2 separate regions of the Callithrix jacchus genome follow, and region 1 is linked to region 2. Evidence: chromatin contacts called from public Hi-C data. All regions are on one chromosome and are shown on one strand. The core of a region is the stretch at or near the end of the contact, and the rest is flanking DNA. Distances in the headings are between cores, read along the strand shown. Region 1 has its middle 17 kb from the start of PRRC2B. Region 2 overlaps NUP214 (nucleoporin 214).

What was found. Hi-C and Micro-C count contacts between places; a contact is called where the count stands out from the background.
Region 1: a contact with region 2 is called in a Hi-C map of skeletal muscle, with 14 times the contacts expected there. The contact joins two enhancer-like sites. A contact is called at or near these places in 2 of 3 Hi-C or Micro-C datasets (both in skeletal muscle).

The regions. Positions count from the first base shown.
Region 1 is chr1:179,975,171-179,979,312 of calJac240_pri, reverse strand. No RefSeq gene overlaps it. Among named protein-coding and RNA genes, the nearest start is that of PRRC2B, 17 kb to the left of the region's middle. Within about 2 kb of position 2,007, at least 1 of the 16 cell types and tissues checked has an H3K27ac peak or open chromatin away from gene starts, as enhancers often do. A contact at or near this core is called in skeletal muscle, where this site is marked.
Region 2 is chr1:179,826,728-179,830,741 of calJac240_pri, reverse strand. It overlaps NUP214 (nucleoporin 214), which reads right to left. Exons shown (of 36, transcript XM_078329790.1): 24 at 3,562-3,661. Among named protein-coding and RNA genes, the nearest start is that of NUP214, 51 kb to the right of the region's middle. Within about 2 kb of position 1,876, at least 1 of the 16 cell types and tissues checked has an H3K27ac peak or open chromatin away from gene starts, as enhancers often do. A contact at or near this core is called in skeletal muscle, where this site is marked.

The sequences.
Region 1 (4,142 bases), core at 758-3,257, 150 kb before region 2:
CTTGGCAAACATGGTGAATGCTTGTCTCTATTAAAAATGAAAAAAAAATTGGCCAGGCGTGGTGGTGGGTGCCTGTAATCCCAGCTACTCGGGAGGCTGAGGCAGAGAATTGCTTGAACCTGGGAGGCGGAGGTTGCAGTGAGCCAAGATCACGCCACTGCACTCCAGCCTGGGTGACAGCAAGACTCCATCTCAAAACAAACAAACAAACAAACAAACAAACAAACAAACCAACCAACCAAGACTCATGAGTGGTGTGCGACTCATGCCTGCAGTCCTGGCACTTTGGGAGGCCAAGGCCAGAGGAGTTCAGAGCAGGAGTTGAGGCCAACCTTGGCAACAGATCAGACCCCCCTGTCTACAAAAACAACTACAAATTTTGGCTGGGTGTGGTGGCACAGGCTTATAGTCCCAGCTACTCAGGAGGCTGAGATGGGAGGATTTCTTGAGCCTGGTAGATCAAGGCTGCAGTGAGCTGTGATTGTGCCACTGTATTCCAGCCTGGGGTGACAGAGTGAGACCTTGTCTCAAAAAGAAAGAAAGAAAAAGAGCCAGGTGCGGTGGCTCATGCCTGTAATCCCAGCACTTTGGGAGGCCGAGGCAGGCAGATCACTGAGGTTGCAGTGAGCTGAGATTGTGCCACTGCACTCCAGCCTGGGCGACAGAGCAAGATTGTCTTGGAAGAAAGAAAGAAAGAAGGAAAGAGAGAGAGAGAGAAAGGAAGGAAGACACAGAGAAAGGAAGAAAAGAAGGAGGAGAGAAGGAAGGAAGGAAAGGTGGAAGGGAGGGAGGGAAGGAAGAAGGGAGAGAAGGAGGGAGGGAGGGAGGGAGGGAGGGAGGGAGGGAGGGAGGGAGTGAGGGAGGGAGGGAGGGAGGGAGGGAGGAAGAAAGGAAGAAAGGAAGATACAACCAAGACAGAGCTGTTGAGTGATTTGTCCCAAGTGAGCACCTTAGACATGGGAGCGCCAGGGCTGCAACTCAGCTCCGACCCCAAAGCCCACACTGTTGGCTGCTTGAACTCCTCCCATCTCCCAGGCTGCTTGGCTCTGTCTTTCCTCCTGGGTCCCTTCTGGTGGGGTGGGGGGTTCCTTCATCTCCCGGAGATTTGCCCATATGCTCAGCAGTGAGTTGGGGGCTCCCCCATTAATTTCTTCTGGGAGACTCTGGGCTGTGGGGCTGCTGGGGGGCACCTGGGGAAGGAGTAGGGGTGGGGCTGTGTTGCCATGGGGAGGGGGATCTGGGCCGCAGGGCTGGGAGTCCTTCTGTTCCAGCCCCTGGCAGAAGCCGGTCCCCTGAGAGCCAGCCAGGCTTATTAATATCCTGCTGAGTCAGGGGGCTCTTGAGTTTCGGCATCACAAGACCCAGAGGTGGAGCACTGCAGGGATATTCTTAACTCCCCTGGCACCTTCTCCCCCCACCTGCACTGCCCACCCCTGGCTGGGGCCTCGCAGGCCTGAGTTGCCACATGGCCTGGGGCAAGGCACTTCCCCAGACTGACTATGAAATGGGGACAAGAACTGTCCTGCCCCGGCTGTAATTAGAGTGTTCCTAATGGTTTGATGTGTGGGAAGGGCTAAGAAGCAAGAGCTGTCCTTCTAGAAAATGCTTTTTTTTTTTGAGACCTAGTCTTGCTCTGTTCGCCCAGGCTGGAGTACAGTGGCAGGATCTCGGCTCACTGCAACCTCTGCCTCCCAAGTTCAAGCAATTCTCCTGCCTCAGTTGGGACTACAGGCACCCACCACCAAACCAGGCTAATTTTTGTATTGTTACAAAATTTACTGTGTTGGCCAGGCTGTTCTCAGACTCCTGACCTCAGGTGATCCTCTCACCTCAGCCTCTGACGTGCTGGATTACAGGCGGGAGCCACTGTGGCCTAGAAAATGCTTTTTTGAGGACCTGCTACACATGGGTCCCTGCCTGGAGGCTGGGGTCCTACAGCAGGGGGTGGCCCAGCCCCTCTCTTACAGAGCTCACTGCCTGTGCCCAGAGGCCCCCACTAGCAGCCTCAACTGATTGAGCTCGGCCAGAGTTGGACGTAAGCAGGGCCGGGGATTGAGCTCTCCTGGCCATTTGGAATCCGGTCTGGGAAACTCTGATCACATGGATGGGCCCTGGCTAACTGGAAGAGAAACTGGACTTGGGGTGAGGGATCCATGGGGGCCAGCCATGACAGCCAAGGGGGTTGGTCTGCAGAGGTCGGAACTAGGCACATGCACAAAAGCCCAGCACCCCAGGAGAGAGGGTTTCTGCTCCTGGCTCTGCCCCTCGTAACCTTTCCCAGCCCAGGCTCCAGGAAGCTGCCCTGTGGCCCTGGGCACTACACTCATGGCTGCTCTCAACCCACACGAAGTCCTGCAGAGGCAGGTGGAGCGGGGAGTACTTCTTCATCTCCTAGACCTTGGGATTCCAGCAGTCACGGTTTTTGTGGGTTTGTTTGTTTTGTTTTGTTTTTTGAGACAGGGTCTTGCTCTGTCACCCAGGCTGGAGTGTAGTGGTGCCGTCAAGGCTCACTGCAGCCTTGATCTCACAGGTTCAAGCCATCCTCCTGCCTCAGCCTCCTGAGTAGCTGGGACTACAGGCACATGCCACCATGCCTGGCCAATTTTTTGAAGAGACTGGGTCTTGCTATGTTGCCCAGGAGTCTCAAACTCCTGGGCTCAAGGGATCCTCCCTCCCTCCTTGGCCTCCCAAAGCACTGGGAGCCACCATGCCTGCCCAGCAGTCATGGTTTAAAAACCATTTACAGGCTGGTGCGGTGGCTTGTACCTGTAATCCCAGCACTTTGGAAGGCCAAGGTTGGTAGATCACCTAAGGTCAGGAGTTCGACACCAGCCTGGCCATGGTGAAACGCCGTCTCTACTAAAAATACAAAAATTAGCCAGGCGTGGTGGCAGGCACCATTAATCCCAGCTACTTGGGAGGCTGAGGCAGGAGAATCGCTTGAACTCAGGAGGAGAAGTTGCAGTGAGCCGGGATCGTGCCATTGCACTCCAGCCTGGGTGACAGAGCGCTCCATCTAAAACAAAACAAAAAGAAAATGTTTACTGAGTGCTTCCCAGGTGCCAAGCCGGTTTGAGTGCAATGTATATGCCATCTCCCCAAGCCCTAATGAGGTGCCTTTCGGGTGGGTACTTGGTTCTCTTCTCTCTTTTTTTTTTTAATGGAGTCTCACTTTGTCGCCCAGGCTGGAGTGCAATGGTGCGGTCTCAGTTCACTGCAACCTCCACCTCCCAGGTTCAAGCAATTCTCCTGCGTCAGCCTCCCGAGTAGCTGGGATTACAGGCCTATGCCACCACGCCTGGTTAATTTTTGTGTTTTTATCAGAGACAGAGTTTTACCATGTTGGCCAGGCTGGTCTCGAACTCCTAACCTCAAGTGATCTACCTGCCTCTGCCTCCCAAAGTGCTAGGATTACAGGCGTGAGTCACCGCACCCTGCTGGTTCTCCTCATTTTACAGATGAGGAAATAGAGTCTCACGTGGCAACTCACCTGTCACTAAGTGATGGAGCCAGGCCTCGAATCTGGGCCTGGCCTGTATCCGAGCCCTGATTCTTAACATTCATTCTAGACTCGTTCATTCAGTATGGCACCCATAGGATTTGTCCAAACAATTACTGGGTGAAGAAAATAACTTCAGGCTGTGGTAGGAAGATTCCTTGAGGCCAGGAGCTTGAGACCAGCCTGGGTAAGTGAGACTCCCCCATCCCTACAAAAAATTAATAAGTGAATCAGGCATGGTGTTGCAAGCCTGCAGTTCCAGCTATTCTGTAGGCTGAGGCAGGAGAAACGCTTGGGCCCAGGAGATAGAGGTTGCAGTGAGCCGGAATTGTGTCATGCACTTTAGTCTGGGTGACAGAGTGAGATCCTGTCTCAAAAAAAAAAAAAGACCAACTTTGTACCTAGCAAATTCCTCTTTTGAGGTCTGTGACCCAGTGGCCCTTACACTGTAAGCCCCTACAGACAGTGACTGGGTCTCCTTCCCCTCACTCCCACCCCCATGCACACACAGGGTCCACCCAAGGCTGTCCTCCCAGCACAATTTTTTTTTTTTAGACAGAGTCTCACTCTGTCGGCCAGGCTACAGTGCGATGGCACAATCTCAGCTCACTGTGACCTGTGCCTACTGGGTTCAAGCAATTCT
Region 2 (4,014 bases), core at 627-3,126:
TAACTTTCTCCATCACACCATATCACCATCTAGTATATTATATATTTCACTTATTTGTTTTGATTATTGTTTGTCTCTCCAAATAATCACCAGTCTGTTAGTTTTTTCAGTCTACTTTGTTACAACAAAACGGGTAGTTTACCTCCAGCACCTAAGAACAGTATGTGGCACCCAGAAAATGCTCATTAAGTATTTGTTGAAAGAATGAATAAATGAATGAATGCACACCAAAAGTTCTCAAAGGAATGCTGTATCTGGTGTACTTTGGTACAACTAAACAAAAAAATAAATAAAATAAAAATCCCACCTCTTCTAATGTCATTTGCCCCACTTTCTTCATTTTCCACTTCCTTCCTGCCAGGACTCTAGTCATTCCAGCCACCTTTCCACTGCTCCTCAAACATGTTCTGCCCCTTCCCAGGTTTTGGCTTTCACACTTCCTGCACTCCCTTTTCCAGAACACTCTTCTCACCACTCTGCCTAGCAACTTCTGGTCATCATATAAATTTCAGCTAGAAGATCATTTCCTCATCAAACACTTTCTCAACCTGACTTCATCAGACTGCCTTGTTTTGGCTTTCCTAGCACCCTGTACTCCTCCTTCACTGACTTTACTACATTACAACTAAATAAGCGTTTGTGTAATTGGCAGTTTCCCGGCTGTCTTCTTGCTTGGTATGTCTTATTCACTACCACATCTCTAGTACCCATGGTAGCATCATGCTCACAGCAGATGCTGTGTAAGAATCTGCTGATCAAGCGATGGAGCACTGCAAAGGAGTTTGAATAGCTGGGGGTTGGCGCCAGATAAACACTCTTCCAGTGAACTGAATGGATGAGGCCAATGAATATAAAATACACCAATGGCAGAAATACGTAAGCTCACCCTATAATAAACCTTCTGTAAAATACCACTGAGAAAAGCTAGCTGCAAAGTTAAATACTTAAAATACACTTAGGAAACTACTGTTTAAAAGAGTCTGAAGTTATTTTACAATGAGCATATTCTCTCAATCTTTCCTGGGGAGTGACAGTAAATATCAATTTTCATTTTTCAATTTATGTTTGGAGTTTACCTTTTCTTCAATAAATGATTATTGAAAAGCAGTGCTTCTATGTTTCAGGCACCATGCTGGGCATACACATGAAACAAGTAGACCACAGTCCAAGTCTGTGGAGAACAGAACATCTTAAAGTTTCTTCAAGATTTCTTAAGTCTGAGTTTTTTTTCTTGTCAGAAAGAGTAAACTCATTATTAGTCCTTTAACAAAGTGTTCATCAAAGATCAGCTCAGATGAACCATTTAGGGAAATGAAGCTTGAGAAATGGAAAAGCAGAATCTCCAAAAGGTGCTTCTCATATATAGTTAGCATGCTAGCACTGAATGTATCTCAGAAATACCAGATAATACTTCCTGTACGATATGCTGAATTTTCCCCACTTACGTAACATTCTGCCTTCGGTGGCTTTTCCCTGCCTTCCCTATGTTGGGAATCTGGCTACAGTACCTATACGGTAATGCATAGTTCTTTCCCTTGAAAAGTTTGCAGCAACCACAAATACCATCTTGGTCTAAACAGCATACCAAGGCTCCAAGGTCACTATAAAATAGTAATAGAGAAGGCCTGTTTTTTGGCTGCTAGTATGGCCCTGAGATAACTAAAAATTCCTCAGACAAGCAGTGTTGATAAACAGAACAACATGGAAAAAAAGAGGCCAGTGGACTAGTGAGGCAAGGTCACTTGAGAGAGGGAAAACAGAGCCATGGCAGATCTGCTCTATGGGACTGCAGAGGGTGAACACCCTGTGGAGAACCACAGAGTCTGTGGCTGCCCTTCTTGCCGCTAGACTAATCATGGTACCAGATACTAACTCCCTGAAATCTGATACTAGTTTTCTAAGTGAGGAAATGTCCCTCAACTCTTTCCTATGCCACAGGGGATGGTGGCTGGTTTAAAGGGATCGTGATCGCAAAATATGCAGGGCAAAGCAGGGCACAGGCATGTTCTGTGAACCTGCCCAGGGCAGTGGGAGGGAGTCAGCACCTTGAATTCTGAACACAGATGAGGACTAAAGACAAGTGAGCTAGGCATAGTGGTTCTTGCCTGTAATCACAGCACTTTGCGAGGATGAGGCAAGAGGATTACTTGAGCCCAGAAGTTTAAGACCGGCCTGGGGTGACATGGTAAGAACCTCATCTCTACAAAAAATGAAAAAAATTAGCTGGGTGTGGTGGCATTGCCTGTAGTCCCAACAGCTTCTTGGGAGGCTGAGATGAGAGCATGGCTTGGGCCAAGAGGTTGAGGCTACAGTGAGCCATGATCATACTGCATTCCAGCCTGGGTGACAGAGTGAGACCCTGTCTCAAAAAAACAAACAACCACCACCACCACCACCAACAACAAAAATAAGTGAGCTCCACCAGCAATGACTTAGCCCTTAAACACAGCATGGCAGAGAAGCTAGAGTCTCCAAACAGAGCTGCTGTCTTTTAAAGGATTTTTTTTTTTTGAGATGGAGTCTTGCTCTGTCGCCCAGGCTGGAGTGCAGTGGTGCAATCTTGGCTCACTGCAACCTCCACCTCCTGGGTTCAAGCGATTCTCCTGCCTTAGCCTCCTGAGTAGCTGGGACTACAGGCACATGCCACCACACCTGGCTAATTTTTGTATTATTAGTAGAGATGGGGTCTCACCATATTGGCCAGGCTAGTCTTGAACTCCTGACCTTGTGATCCCCCCACCTCAGCTTTACAAAGTGGTGGGATTGCAGGCATGAGCCACTGCACCCGGCCTTAAAAGACTTTTTTTTTTTTTTAATACAAAAGCAAAAGAAATGGGAAGAACAGAAATACCTGGAGAAGGGAAATGAGGGAGGAAAGTGTCACCCTTGAGATTAAAGTTTCCAGAATCAAGTCTGCATCAGACCCAAAGCATCAACTCTGGAACCCCCAGGACAATTAAAAAGGCCAGGCGCAGTGGCTCAAGCCTCTAATCCCAGCACTTTGGGAGGCCAAGGGAGGTGGATCATGAGGTCAAGAGATCGAGACCATCCTGGTCAACATGGTGAAACCCTGTCTCTACTAAATATACAAAAAATTAGCTGGGCATGGTGGTGCGTGCCTGTAATCCCAGCTACTCAGGAGGCTGAGACAAAAGAATTGCCTGAACCCAGGAGGCGGAAGTTGTGGTGAGCTGAGATCGAGCCATTGCACTCCAGCCTGGGTAACAAGAGCGAAACTCCGTCTCAAAAAAAAAAAAGAAAAGAAAAATCAAACTGCACACCTAATGTGAACCACACAGACTTATACACGGCAAACAGAAACTGAGCATACAGCATCAAGATAAACTTTAAAGGTTTGTGAGGCAACTGTCACTGGCCAGTTAAATAGGACAATCTCCTGAAAACGTATCGTGTAGGCAGGCTTAGCCGCCCACATGCCCTTATAACCTAAGGCAGGGCAGGAAAACCAGACTGTGACAGTGGCGCTGCTGCCCTCTGCAGGCAGTCCACCGCGACTACAGAAGTAGCTAGGGGCTGAAACACTGTAAAGTCAGAACATACCCCATCGCTGCGGAAGGAGTTGCAGGGTTATTCTTCAATTCCTGCACATTTACCACTTGAGGGACATTCTTCAATGTTGATTCAGTCAAAGTGCTTACAGCTATTTAAACAGAGAAAAGAGAACACCATATTAATTCCAGTAAAGGATAAAAAGTTCTAGTAATATATAAATGAAAAACCAAGACATGAGCCCAAGCAGAGTAGAGTTTTATCATATGAAGGAAATCTACTCTAGGTAGTTCTGCAGGACTGTGTTCAAAGGAACATCTGGCCTACTCCATTAACACAGGTGATGGAATGAGGCTTCCTGCAACTTAATCAAATGTGATACAGTAGGGGAAAATAATTCTCTAGCCAGGTTTTCTACACATTGTTGGCTTGTCCTGGAAAAGAACAGCTAGAGCTAGAGGATTAACAGCATCTGGACTCAGGATTTCTGCCACTCATTCACTT